2 separate regions of the Mus musculus genome follow, and region 2 is linked to region 1. A link is a contact called in public HiChIP or PLAC-seq data. All regions are on one chromosome and are shown on one strand. Each heading gives the region's core, a stretch centred on a gene start, on an enhancer-like site or on the middle of the called end of the contact. The rest is flanking DNA. Distances are from core to core; before and after follow the strand shown.

Region 1 (6,914 bases), core at 2,727-5,226:
ACTTAATGACTGGAGCTAACACCTCCCAGAGTGTACTTGGAAGTCTGAAGCAGAAGCCTCCAGGTAGAGGACAAGTTCAAGGCCCACTCCCAGGTGCCCCCATCCCCACAAGTACTCTTCATGATCAACCCTGCAGGAAGGGAAAATGAGTCTCTCCCCGCTTCCTTTTCAAGTGTTTGCTTTGGACCCTGTTTAAAAAAAAAAAAGCAAATTAATAACAGGGAAGCTTGCAGAAGGGTAATAGTGTGTGAAGAGGGAATTCAGGAATGAGGGAGACCAGCAGTGGCTTAAATGGGTTCTCTAAAGCCAATGGAAGGCAGACAGTGGCCAGCTTTTAAGAGTTGTGCAGATTTAAGTCTGTAGAGGGTGAGACAGGGAGAGGGAGACTTCCTGGACAAAATGACTCTACACTCCCATCCCTCCCCCTAGAGTGTCTCTGGTATCTACTAGTTTCAAAATGGTCAGCTTGTACTCATGAGGTATGTTTGGAGTGATGTATGATGGTGTCCTATAAAGGACTGTGTTCTCACACCGTTCCCTATGACGAAGGACCACAAAGTCCTTTCTGTTGGTGGGTTTGTTTTCGAGACAGGGTCTAACTATGTAGTCTACCAGCTGTCCTGGAACTCGATTATAAACCAGGCTGGTCCCAAACTCAGAGATCTGCCTCCTGAGGGTTGGGATTAAAGGGATGAGCCACTGCGTCTGGCTTTAGGACCAAGACTAAGTCTTATGCAATAAAGATCTTTAAAAGACTTAACAGCTGGATGGAAATAATGCATAATTAGCTTAGCACCTGTTAAGCATGTGTAGGTTTCCAAAGCCCTTCAAGTAGCATTTGTTACTTAGTTAAAAGTTCTCCGGAAGCTTCTGCTTGGGTCAGTTAACAGGACAAGTTCGAATTCTTCATCTGAATTACTGGCGATGAGGGCAGGCCAAAGAGTCCTGTGTAATCAGTTTCCATGGTTTCCATGGCTTGCTTGCTTATTTTTGTGTAGAGGAGGTATTTTATCATTTTCTTTTTCATTGGAAAGCTGGCCGTAGTGTTGCACACTTGGAACCCTAGCTTTTTGGAGCCAGAAGGCAGGAGGATTGAGAGTTGGAGGCCAGCCTGGGCTACAGAGTGAGCGTTTGCCTGGAAACAAAACCAAAACTAAATAAAAACAGGGCTGTGTGCCTGCAGCACTTAGGGCAGTGGTTTGTTCTCAACTTTCCTAATGCTGTGCCTTAGGGTTTTACTGCTGTGAACAGACACCATGACCAAGACAACTCTTTTTTTTTTTCTTAAGGATTTTATTTATTTATTATATGTAAGTACACTGTAATTGTTTTTCATTTGACACACCAGAAGAGGGCATCTGATCTCATTACAGATGGTTGTGAGCCACTATGTGGTTGCTGGGATTTGAACTCAGGACCTCTGGAAGAGCAGTCAGTGCTCTTAACCACTGAGCCATCTCTTCTGCCCCAAGGCAACTCTTTTTTTTTTTTTTTTGTTTTGTTTTGTTTTCGAGACAGGGTTTCTCTGTGTAGCCCTGGCTGTCCTGGAACTCACTCTGTAGACCAGGCTGGCCTCGAACTCAGAAATCCACCAGCCTCTGCCTCCCAAGTGCTGGGATTAAAGGGTGCACCACCACCGCCAGGCTCCAAGGCAACTCTTATAAGGACAACATTTGATTGGGACTGGCTTACAGGTTCAGAGGTTCAGTCCATTATCTCCAAGGTGGGAACATGGCAGCATCCAGGCAGGCCCAGTGCAGGAGGAGCTGAGAGTTCTACATGTTCATATTGAAGGCTGCTAGCAGAATACTGACTTCCAGGCAGCTAGGATGAGTGTCTTATAGCCCACACCCACAGTGACACAACTACTCCAACAGAGCCACAACTTCTAATAGTGCCACTCCCTGGACTGATCATATGCAAACCATCACATGCTGCAAACCTTTAATACAGTTCCTCATGTTGTGGTGGACCCCCCCACCATAAAATTATTTCCTTGCTACTCCCGAAGTGTAATTTTGCTACTGTTATGAATTGTAATGTAAATATCATTATTTTCTGATAGTCTTAGGTGACCCCTGTAAAAGGATGTTTGACCCCAAATGAGTCTAGACTCACAGGTTGAGAACCACTGCTGCCCCTTTAAAAGGCTATAACGTGAGCTGGAGAGATGCCTCAGAGGTTAAGAGCACTGACTGCTCTTGCAGAGGTCCCCGAGTTCAATTCCAAGCCATCACATGGTGGCTCACCACCATTTGTAATGGGATCTGACGTCCCCTTCTGGTGTGTCTGAAGACAGCTACAGTGTACTCACACTTGATGTTAGCCAAAAGGCCGAGAAGCGATTGTATTCACATATATAAAATTAAAGAAATAAAAATAAAATAAAATTTAAAAGGCTGTAATGGGGAAGAACCTGTAGGAACTAAGCTCTACCTCCGGGTTCATCTTTTTGGACATCCCCTTATGATGTGGGACTGCACAGGAGTATGCCCCTCTGCAAGTGTAGGTGAGTCTCCCCTACACAAATCCCGAAAGCTCCCTTCTTCCTCTCGTCCGTGCTCCGACCTGTCTCCACTCCTCTTCTTCTGTGCTCATGGCTGACTCCCCTTCCCCCAGGGGAGCCCATCAGCCAGGGTCCCAGAACTGCAGGATACTTGGCACGCTTTCTTTTTCTCAGTTTCAGAAGTATGTCTTCCTCTCTCTTCCTGGTCATTGGGTCGTGGCACAGATCTGTGGTTCCTCATGGTAGAGCATTGGACTTGGTGCCTCTATTCTCTAGAAGATTCCCCGTGTCTGCAGGGGCAGAAGGCTGGTGGGATCACGAGGTCTTTTCCTCTCTCGGGCCATATCATAGATTCAAGGCATGCTTACAGTACGATAGAAAGCACAGGGGTTTCAAAGACACCGAGGATAACATTCACTATTATACACCCCTCCAAAGTACAGGCAAGGGGTTGTTGCTAACCATCTTTACATTTATTTATTTGTTTGTTTGTTCCTTTGTTTGTTTAGTTAGTTTGTTTGTTTGTTAGGGTTCATGTTGCGTGTGTGGAAATCAAAGAACAACCCCAGCACTTGGGAGGCAGAGGCAGGCGGATTTCTGAGTTCGAGGCCAGCCTGGTCTACAAAGTGAGTTCCAGGACAGCCAGGGCTATACAGAGAGACCTTGTCTCAAAAAACCAAAAAAAATTTTTTAAGATTTTTTTTAGATGTTTTGCCTACATGTATGTATACGTGCCACATGTGTTCCTGATGCCCTTTGAGGTCAGGGGCTGGATCCCCTAGAACTGGAATTACAAATGGTTGGGAACCTTCATATGGGTTCTGGGAACTGAACCCAGGTCCTCCGTAAGAGCAGGAAGTGCTTGTAACTGCTGAGCCATCTTTCCAGTGCCAGTTCATGATTTTGAAACTATGGAGACACGTAATTTCAAAGTGCACAACCAGTCTCTCACGGTCCAGGCCACTCACCACACGTGTCACAAGGTGTGTGTTTTGACAGTCAGTGTCCCATGAGTCTGGATCCTCTCACTGGTGTGTGAATCCCCGCACCCAGCAAGTCTGTCTCGGTGTTCAAGGTGGTAGGACTTAGCCAGCTTCCTCAGGAGCCTCTTTTTATTCAGTGTCTGTACCTGCCTGGGAGCCGTTGGTTTATACATTTTAAAAAAAAAAGGTATTCTTTATCATTTGTTGGGCTAGAAATGTAATACACATAGATCTCCAGAAATAAATCATCAGCTAGGAGGCAACATATCCTTGATGTATTTTGAGTTTACAGCCTTGAGCAGCAATGGGCCCAGATGGGGTTCCCATTCCTCATGTCAAAAGCAAATCCCCTGCATAGCAGCCCCAGCTTGAAAGCTTTAGTCTCCTTCTTCACAGTCGTTTGCTCCCGAGGGTTCTAATCTATTTTCTGTCTCCTTGTCAACATTGCCTCCAGCGAACGAGCGATGTGTGATGCAATCCTTTTAGGCTCACGGAAGAAGAATGCAAGGTCTTATTTATACTGCAGCCTTCTCTGAGGACTGGAACTCACCCTGAGAGGGCTGTGAAGTGAGTGTGTTTTTTACTTAATATGTTAGGTGGGGCCAGGTGTGGTTAAAGTTAGTTTTTCCTTAGGATTTTGGATATTTCTGCAGGCATGAACCTAGAGAGAAGGATATGATAATCCTATGTGATGAGCATGTGACTGCAAAATTAAGGTCTGGGGGACCCAGCTTAACTGTAGGACACGTACTTAACATTTAAGAGGGCCTCCATTCAATCCTAATCACATATGTATGTCCCTTAATTCACACTCTGTCCCCATCACAACCCATATTCTTCCCTCCCTCGTAGAAAAGGGAAATGTGTCCCTGAGGCATGCAGGATTGTCCCATGATTGGCAGCATGGACTCAGAAGTACCAATAGGGTATCAGGCACCCTGGGCAGTGTCTGCGTCATCCTGTTGCCCCGGAGACTGTCTCAAAGTGTAGTGCTGACATACCTCCCTCTGGGTCTCTGAATGACTGCCATAGTAGAGACCACTGACACTGACAATAATAGTGTGTTCCTGTGGTTTCAGAAAACAGGGGATGACCCCAACTTTCATATATATATATATATATATATATATATATATATATGGTTTGGGGGAGTGGCAGTATCGGAGGTGTGGCCTTGTTGGAATAGGTATGTCACTGTGGGTGTGGTCTTTAAGACCCTAGACCTAGCTGCTTGGGAGTCAGTATCCTGCTAGCAGCCTTCAGATGAACATGTAGAACTCTCAGCTCGCCTGGATACTGCTCCCACCTTAATGATAATGGACTGAACCTCTGAATCTGTAAGCCAGCCTCAATTAAATGCTGTCCTTTATAAGACTTGCCTTGGTCATGGTGTCTGTTCACAGCAATAAAACCCTAACTAAGATATATATATATATATATATATATATATATATATATATATATATACACACACACATATATATATCCCCATATATATACATATATATGTACATGTGCTCATGTACAGGCATGTATATATATGTGTGTGTGTGTGTGTATATACATACATATATACATATATATGGGTGATCCATGTATATATATACACACATATACATATATATGTATTATGTGAGCCTGTGTGTGTGCATGGATCATCCATGTGCACCTGTGATAAAGTCAGACCCAGACCTCCCACTTGATGCTCTTCCTCTCATGGACACTGAGTATGGCACTGTCCCCTGTCAACAGAGGGGGGACGTGCCTGGAGTTCCATCCAAATAAGAGGCTGAAACAGGAGATCACATGAACCCTAGAGTTTAAGACCCTGAAACCAAACCAAAACGAATGAAAAGAATTGTCTGTCCCCTTGAAGCCGGTGAGACCTAGAGAAAACTGTTTCTGTTTAGCTGACAGACCCAGGCTCTGACTATAAGACAATCATGACTGTAAAGTGCCCTTTGTCCAGTTCCTCTACCAAATCCAGGGCCAGGCCCATGAGAGAGGCCTCTAAGCTGCTCTAAGGCTTGTGGAACCCTACCCTGTTGCTAAACTACTGGTAATCGAGGGTCTCTATAGCAGTTGCAGTTCCTACGTTGGGCAGCTCACAATCACCTGTAACTCCAGCTGCAGGGGGCTGACATGATACCCTGTTTTGGCCTCCACAATATATATAATTACAAACCGAAACAATATCCTTGGCTAGCGTGATGATGCACATCTCTAATCCCAGCATTCAGGAGGCAGAGGCAGTTGGATCTCTTTTAGTTCAAGGCCAGCCTACACTATATAGTGACTTCCATATCAGCCTGGGCCATGTAGAGAGACCTTGTCTCAAACATACCCCTCCCAAACATAAGGAAGAAAGGAAAAGCCTTTATCAGCAAAACAGCCTGGATTGCCTCAGCGTGAGGATCCTGCAGCTCGGGATCCTCTTTAGAAAGCAGAGCGACAGAGCCTTCCTGGCCGGCTGGCCAGCCTTTAGTAGTTTGTCATTGTTGTCTCTGCTGACAGTGAATGATTCTCTCAATGGGAATATCACAAGAACCTCTGTCGCTGCCAGACTCCTTTGGTACAAAAGTCCTCTGACTGGAAGCCAGCACCATTAGCTGGGGAGGAACAGCTGCGAGGGCCACACATCTGTGAGTCATTTGAACATTTTATGACTAACGAAAAGTATCCATTACCCAGACTTATGCATTATATATGAGCCCAGTGCCTCCACTGTTCATAATGCCAACAGGCCCTTTTGTTTTAGGCTCCCTTTTTCTCCCCTAATGACATACTAACTCCAGCAATAAATCCAAAAAATCAAAAACTTTAAGTCTCTGGCAACACTACACAAAATTCCCTATTCTGCTGTGGAATTCTAAACAACCACAATAGCAACATTAATAAAGACAGTATTCAATGCAAACATGCAGGGAGACCCCTGGAAGGCCAAAAGTTTATGTGTTTTACGGAAAATAACTGAAAGATTAATGCAATAGAGTGTCACAGGATGCCAAAAAAACAAGCCTTAAGTACATGAGGGCGGGGGGGGGGGGTCCTCCCTAAGATGCCTTCTGCATGTAGATGACCTTGGTTTGCAAGAGGGTTTCTGGCTAAACAATGAGGATCTTTTAAAGGGCTCAGTACCACAGTTAAAAGGGAGGAAAGCTGGAATCTGAGCTGGGAGAAGCCGGCCACCTGAAGAGTCTGCAGCTGAGCAGGGGCTTGCCCCACAGTACAGGGTACCCTGTGTAGTGAGGTACACAGGACAGCCCCTCCCTATCCCCGGGTATCTCAGATAACCTCAGATCCCTGGGAGCAGCTTCTCCTCTCCCTTCCTCCCTTTCCTTCATTTCTTCCTTCCTCCCTTCCCATGAACTCTTTCCCCCCCCCTCCCCCCAGGCAGGGTTTCTCTGTATAGCTATGGCTGTCCT
Region 2 (6,914 bases), core at 1,946-4,445, 520 kb before region 1:
TTTTAACTCCAGCACTCAGGAAAGCTGAGGCAGGCAGACCTTTGAATTCAAGGCTAGCCTGGTCTACAGAGCTAGTTCCATGACAGCCAAGTTCTCCTGACCTCATCCCTTCTCATTCCAAATTTTGTTACCATGCACTTTTTCTGTAGCCTGGAGTTGGGAGGTGAGCAAGGCATCTCAGCGGTATAGGGCCATCGGGATTGTAATGTACTGTCCTACGCCTGGTGTCCTATTAGTGAATTTATGCTGTACCTTCCCGCTGCTGTAAGAGCATACTCGACACTCTATCACTGATTTAAACAGAAATTCCTGTCTTCAGAGCTCTGGGAGCTAGGAATCCCAAGGGGAACAGGCCCCGTGCTCAGTCTGTCTGTCTCCAAGATGGTGCGTCTGTGGTCTTTACATAGAACAAAGGTGAAAGCAGCTTCCTGGAACCTTTGATGAGTCACTAGTTCCAGTCACAAGTGTGTAGCCCGCACTTCTTCATATGGCCGCTGGGCGTGAAGTTTCAACGTGTGAATTTATTTATTTTGTAATTCCGGGGCATCAATAAAAGCAGCTCATCCCAGGAGACCAAATTCCTCAGAGCTGGTCAGGCACCCACACTGTGTCAAGTTGGCGGTCACCTCTGTCAACATAAAACACGGTTGTCGTTTTAAAAGAATAGTTTATTCTGTGGCTGGAGGGATAGTTCAATCCATGAACAGTTTCAAAAGCACAAGGAGCCAAACATGATGATATGAAGTGGAAACTTGTAGTTTCTTTGGAAAGTTAGTCATGTCAAATGATGCTTTCCTGGGACACACAGGTGAAAGGCTGTCTTGCCAAAGCAAACACGTGAAAGACTTTTCCTGAAGCAGACACGGATAAAAGGATGTTTGCATATAGCAAACGCATGAAAGGACCCAGGAGGAAGGAGTATACACATGACCCCACAGACAGTGGGAGACGAGCACTGAGCACTGGTTTGGTTTGCTCCGCCTCGCTATTCTTCACTAAGGACACGCATGTACTGGTTCACCTTACATAGCATTGTTGAGCTCAACTTGTGATAACTCTGACACTGAGAGAAACTCGCCCAAGAACTGCTCATGAGGTTCCTGTGGCAGCTTGCTGCTTCCACAGCCTTGCCTCGGGCCAGCTGGTGAGCCTGGCGGTATCTTCAGGATTAAACTACGGCTGCCTGGTGTCTGCTTGCTGAAAGGATGGCACTGTTAAGTCGTATTTGGTGTTTGCTACTGCTAAAGAAGATCAAGCTCACCCAGAAGAACTACTGCTGAACAGGTCCACCTCCTCCACATCCTATTAACTTTTCTCTTCACCTTCCTCTGCTGGGTGGTGGGCTAGAGGTTGAACCCATAGGTTGCAAAAAAATGAATGCCTACAGTGGTACATACTTCTTATATTGATTGATTAATTGATTGATCAATTTTGGCTTTTTGTTTGTTTTCTGATTTTCGAGACAGGGTTTCTCTGTATAGTCCTGGCTGTCCTGGAACTCACTTTGTAGACCAGGCTGGCCTCAAACTCAGAAATCCACCTGCCTCTGCCTCCCGAGTGCTGGGATTAAAGACAGACACACCAGGCTCAACTTATTTTTATTATTTTGAATTATGTGTTTGTGTGTGCCCTAGCTAGACCGGGCTGGCTGGAACTCAGAAATCTGCCTGCCTCTGACTCCCAAGTGCTGGGATTAAAGGCATGCGTCACCACCGCCTGGTGAGAAACTGTGTCTTAAACAAAACATATAAAGAAAGCACACCTTTAAACTCCAAGAGCTTGCATCAGATGACATCAAAGCAGACACAGGGTGGGAGCTAACTTAGAGGAATTCCAAAGCTTCAGGAATGACTGCCCTAAGGTTCATTCCAGCCTCTAGGAGGGCAGCGTTCCTTCATACCCAGAAGGCTGCTGCAGAGGCCTGCAAAGGCTAAAGGAAGCCCAAACTCTCCTGCGCCAGCCCTTCACTGGAGCTGGAGGGGTCTGATGTGAGCCCCAACAGCTGGGGTGGCCTGACACCCTGTCTGTGACAAACCCAGTTGACTCTTGAATTTGAAACCCACCAGGGGTCACAGACATCTCCTAACCCCTCAGGGATGCAGGTGGAAGGTCCTGGGGAGGAGACAACTCAGCCCCATCACTAATGCTGTGCCCTGCACAGCATCTGAGGCTTCCTCCCTTCTCCCTCCACCTCCTCTGTTCAGCATGTCCTTCCTCTCTCTGATGCATGAGTTAGACCCCCCAAACATCTCTCTCATGAGGTCTGTCCACAGGCTGCTGGGCACAGGACCCTGGCAGGATGAAGGCAGGACATCCTCATGGACAGAGGACAGAATGAGACAGGATAGAAACTCTGAATGTCACTTACTTGGCTATGCCCTGGATGGATGCCAGGGATGGAATGAGGGAGTTCTTAGGCAAGGAGGTCTTGCACTTCAGAGCTAAAACTAGGAATGCCGGGGAGGTCAGAGGACAATTTGTGGGAATTGATTCTCTCCTTCCACCAAGTAGGTCACGGGGATTGAACTCGGGTCATCAGGCTTAGCTACAAACACCTTTACCCACCAAGGCATCCTCCTGGACTCATTTTATGAGTCAGTATCTCCCTATGTAGCCAATGCAGATCTCCAATTAATGATTCTCCTGCCTCAGCTTCATGAGTGCTGGGATTATAGGTGTGTGTTTGCATGACCAGAAAACACACATTAAGAAGTAATTAGTTTTGAGACAGAGTCTCACTGTGTATCCCTGGCAGGTTTGGAACTCACTAGGTCGACCAGTCTGGCCTCCAACTCACAAAGCTCTGCCTGCCTTTGCCTCCCAGGTACTGAGATTAAAGATGTGTGTATCTGGCAAATACATACTTTTTTAATGATGGGCTTTGAATGACATATAAGGCCCCAACTACTCCTCATATTCAACTTGTGCAACTGCCTTAGGGAGCAAATTGCATTCTGGGAAGTCAGATGAGTGACAGGCTTCTGCCTTCCAAAAGTTATCACGGCCACTGTGATGCGTTGTAATCAATACTGCCCACCCTCTGGAAGGTACAGCTTAAGCAGGAAGTGACTTTGGTCACTTCTGGTTGAATACCTCTTCAGCTTTTGTTCCTGGGACCCAACACAGAAATAACAACAGGATTTAAAGATTGACGGACCCCAAAGGATTAGTCACCAGGCGATGAGTAACTCCAGGAAGAACTGAAGCAATTTTTAGCCTGGGTGCAGAAAGACAGCGAGTCCCAAGAACAAAAGGCGCTTTCTGAGCCTGGGAGGAAAGCCAGCGCTGTGTCCATCAAGACGCAGGTGGTCCAGCCCCTGCTTGGTCCTCCCTCCTGCAGAAGTCAGGGACCCAGTGTGATCTGCCTCCTCAGTGAACCTTGTCCCTGTGGAGAAGTGGGTACAGCTGACTGCTGGGGCAGTCTCCCCTAACCCCAGCAACTAGACACAGAGAGTGAGGTCAGCTTTCCTACCTCAGCCTGGCTCCCTTCCTACAGCTGCCTGCATCCCTATCTGCTGTCCATGGACTAGTGGCTTCTGCGTGGCCAGGAAAGACCGACTTAGTGGTAGAGAGTCTCTGGGTGGGTTACTATGGAAACAGACCCATGGTTTACAAGACCCTCAAGTCCCTCTTGAGAGCTATCCACCACATGTAGGGGTTCAGGACATTTAGGAGGCCGTCCTGCCTAACAGGAGGGGAGGTCAAAGGCTGTCTACTCCCAGGTTGCTTTTACCTCTTCTCTCCTTCCTCTCTTTGGTCTTTTATCCTTTCTCTTCACTTCCCTCTTCTCCTTTGTTCTTTTCTGAGACATGTCTCATTCAGTAGTCCAGACTAGCCTGGAATTCATGGCAATCCTTCTGCCTCAGCTCCTGAGTCCTGAGATTACAGGTATAGGTCACATGCCCAGCACCCAGGTGACCCTTGTCATTGTCATGGTAAAAATATGAAGTGATGGACACTTCAGTAGTGTCCTTTCCTGTCTCCTCCCTGTCACCTCCATCAACCAAAGCAGCCCTTCCCCTGCCCTCCTTGAGCCTCAAGTCCAGCTATTCCTCCAGCTGGGGCCCAGTCCCATCTCTTCCTCCACTCCATCCTTCCCCAGAGGCCACCAGGGAACCTATCCCAGACTCTAGCTCCTGCATGCTCCCACTGGTCTCCACAGCCTTTCTGACTGGGCTGTACCTGGCCAGCCCTCTGTCCTCTGCTGCCTGGGCCTTTATGCCTGTTACCTCTGCACACCTTGCCTCAGGGTTCCCTCTGTCCCTATCCCAGCTTGTCGCTGGATAACATCCTTTCACCTTTGGGTGTAGAGCAGCCTTGGCCTTTATCATGGCTGTGAGCCATGAGAGGGCTGGTTTCCTGTGACACACGTCTGGTATGCAAGCACACATGGCTTTCTGAGACTGTGGCAGAACAGCTGTGCATCACCTAGACTTTTCATATGGATTACATGTTGAAATGGTAACTTTTTGGTATTTCTGAATAAATCCCCCCTTTTTTTTTAATTTATTTTATGTGAGTACACTGTAGCTGTACAGATGGTTGTGAGCCATCCTGTGGTTGGTGGGAATTGAACTCAGGAATCCCTCTTGCTCCAACCCAAAGATAGATTTATTATTATACATAAGTACACTGTAGCTGTTTTCAGACACACCAGAAGAGGGCGTCAGATCTCATTATGGATGGTTGTGAGCCACTCATATATATAAAATAAATAAATCTTGTCTTCTAAGGCAGGGTCTCAGTGCATAGTCCTGTAACTTGTCATGTAGAGAGCTCTGCCTCCACCTCCTAAGCTCTGGATGTACTTTATATCATGCTAGGTCTAAACTGTTATTTGTGTTGTATGAATGGTTCCTGGTTGTCTGAGTTCTCTGGCTCTTGGAGAAGCCTCTTCCAACCTCCATTTGCCACAATCCTTCCTGAGGTAGGCTGAAAAACTTTCTGGGCCTCCTGTCCATGTGCCCTTTTCCTCTAGCTGACTTGAGTGGGTTTTGATCTTACAACATGTGGACCACGGCTGGGGACACATTATGCATTTTCTCCCTATGGTGAAGATGGGCTTTGCACTCAGGGCCCAGATCCTCTGCTTTAGACACAGTGAATGGCAGTGAGCAGTCCCAGGACAGGATCAACCAAGTGCCTGAACGAGCTCACTGGCTCTGGGGAAACAGGGATAGGTACCCGCTGTGTCCTGTTTTCAAAAACGACAGATGCCTGAGTTTTCCAGACCCTGACATGACAGTCATTCCAGAGGTCTATTTTTATACACACAGAGGCAACATCAAAGACCAATCCGAAGATAAAAATACATTTCTTTTAATTGGTCTTGGCTTTGATTTGTACCAACAAGCCCTGGAAACACCAATACAATTTGATGGTAAACAAATAGCACTGTGGCAGTTAGAGAAAACACAGACCCACTTCCCAGGCAGGCGACTGCTTCCCAACCCCCCCTCATGCTCCTTCCTGTGCGTGTCCCAGCAGTAGCCTGGCTGAGGCAGGGAGACCACCGGTGTGGGGCCAGTGTGGGATAGGATACATACTGAGACATTATTATTATTTTTAAAAAGGAAAGAAAAAAAAGTTAGTTTGAAACCAAATTGTGCAGAACTGACCACATCCATACTAAGGATGGAGATAGTCGCATCAAACACTAACTCGGTCTGCCCGCACTAAGATTTGCTTCTCTGGACTTGAAGAAATTTAACAGCAATTTTACTTGAGAATCTGCATCCAGGACCAGGATGCCATTCTAAATGCACTCCTTCATGGAGTGGAGCCTTCCTGTGCTGTGCAGGAATTGGTCCAGGCATGGCGACGCCCACCTGTCAACCTAGCACTGAGGTCTCACCCTCCATCTTGGGAGCAATTTTGGTAGGAGATGTGCTTTGACTAAGACAAGGACACTCACAGTCCCCGAGGATGGGCGGCCATTGTGAAAATGGTGTGAGGTTGTTTTCTATTACTGCTACCTGGTGTCTTGCTCTACACCACTGGGCTGTATGACCCTCTTGGCTATATTAACCTATCTTTAAAACAGAAAATGGCTGGGTGCACTCAACTTTTTAAATAAGAAGCTAGGCATCTGCTGCCACGACCTTAACCTTCCTACACAGGTTTTAGTTTTGAATGTAATGGTCAAACTCAGCACGCTGTAACCATGCAACTACAAGTGACACTGCACAAGACCTACTGTGACACAAGCAAAACATCATCTCCATTTTTATGGCCTAGTGATATACTTTGTGACTGAGCAGGCAGAGGACAAAGTCACCACTTGGTTCCTTCCGGGAATGGCATTCGGGAGTCAGTTGGTTCAAGACTTAGAAATGGAGCCAGACGTGGTGGCGCACGCCTTTAATCCCAGCACTCGGGAGGCAGAGGCAGGCCGATTTCTGAGTTCGAGGCCAGCCTGATCTACAAAGTGAGTTCCAGGACGGCCAGGGCTACACAGAGAAATCCTGTCTGGAAAAAACAAACAAACAAACAAACAAACAAACAAACAAACAAAAAAGACGACTTGGAAATGGACCCCGTGACTGTGTGGAGCAAAGCCGGGGCAGGTACCCGAGCTTTGCGATCCCAACAGGAGCGAGCTGCAGTCCTCCCGAGGGGCAGCGGGGTGAAAAGTAGGGCTCCAGCACAGGGTGCACAGAGTAGGACATACTTGGGGAGATCCTGCGCACAGTAGGCAAGCTCACAGAGCTCTGAGTGCTTGAGATGCAGGGCCTTGCCACTTCAAGCCTGCAGCGCCTAACGGTAGAAGCAGGAGCTGCGCCTCCTATTGTGCTTAATCCCACGGCCTCTCCACCTCTCAGACCCAAGGTGGTTTCCTTAAATAAGAGCAGTCGCCACGTAGGCTTCTCTCTAAAGAAGGAGCCAGATTTGCTTTGGTGGAAGTCTGAGCAGCT

Evidence for each region. HiChIP or PLAC-seq counts read pairs in DNA pulled down with a chosen protein or histone mark.
Region 2: a contact with region 1 is called in an H3K27ac HiChIP or PLAC-seq map of trophoblast stem cells, with 4 times the contacts expected there. The contact joins two enhancer-like sites. A contact is called at or near these places in 3 of 115 datasets of contacts at active chromatin or transcription factors (regulatory T cells, stem cell-derived neural progenitor cells and trophoblast stem cells) and 1 of 9 other capture datasets (embryonic stem cells).

Annotation. Positions count from the first base shown.
Region 1 is chr17:31,540,818-31,547,731 of GRCm38.p6, reverse strand. No RefSeq gene overlaps it. Among named protein-coding and RNA genes, the nearest start is that of Pknox1, 20 kb to the left of the region's middle. Within about 2 kb of position 3,976, at least 12 of the 459 cell types and tissues checked have an H3K27ac peak or open chromatin away from gene starts, as enhancers often do. A contact at or near this core is called in trophoblast stem cells, where this site is marked.
Region 2 is chr17:32,061,247-32,068,160 of GRCm38.p6, reverse strand. Rrp1b (ribosomal RNA processing 1 homolog B (S. cerevisiae)) reads right to left here. Exons shown (of 16, transcript NM_028244.2): 16 at 5,299-6,914. Among named protein-coding and RNA genes, the nearest start is that of Rrp1b, 29 kb to the right of the region's middle. Within about 2 kb of position 3,195, at least 46 of the 459 cell types and tissues checked have an H3K27ac peak or open chromatin away from gene starts, as enhancers often do. A contact at or near this core is called in trophoblast stem cells, where this site is marked.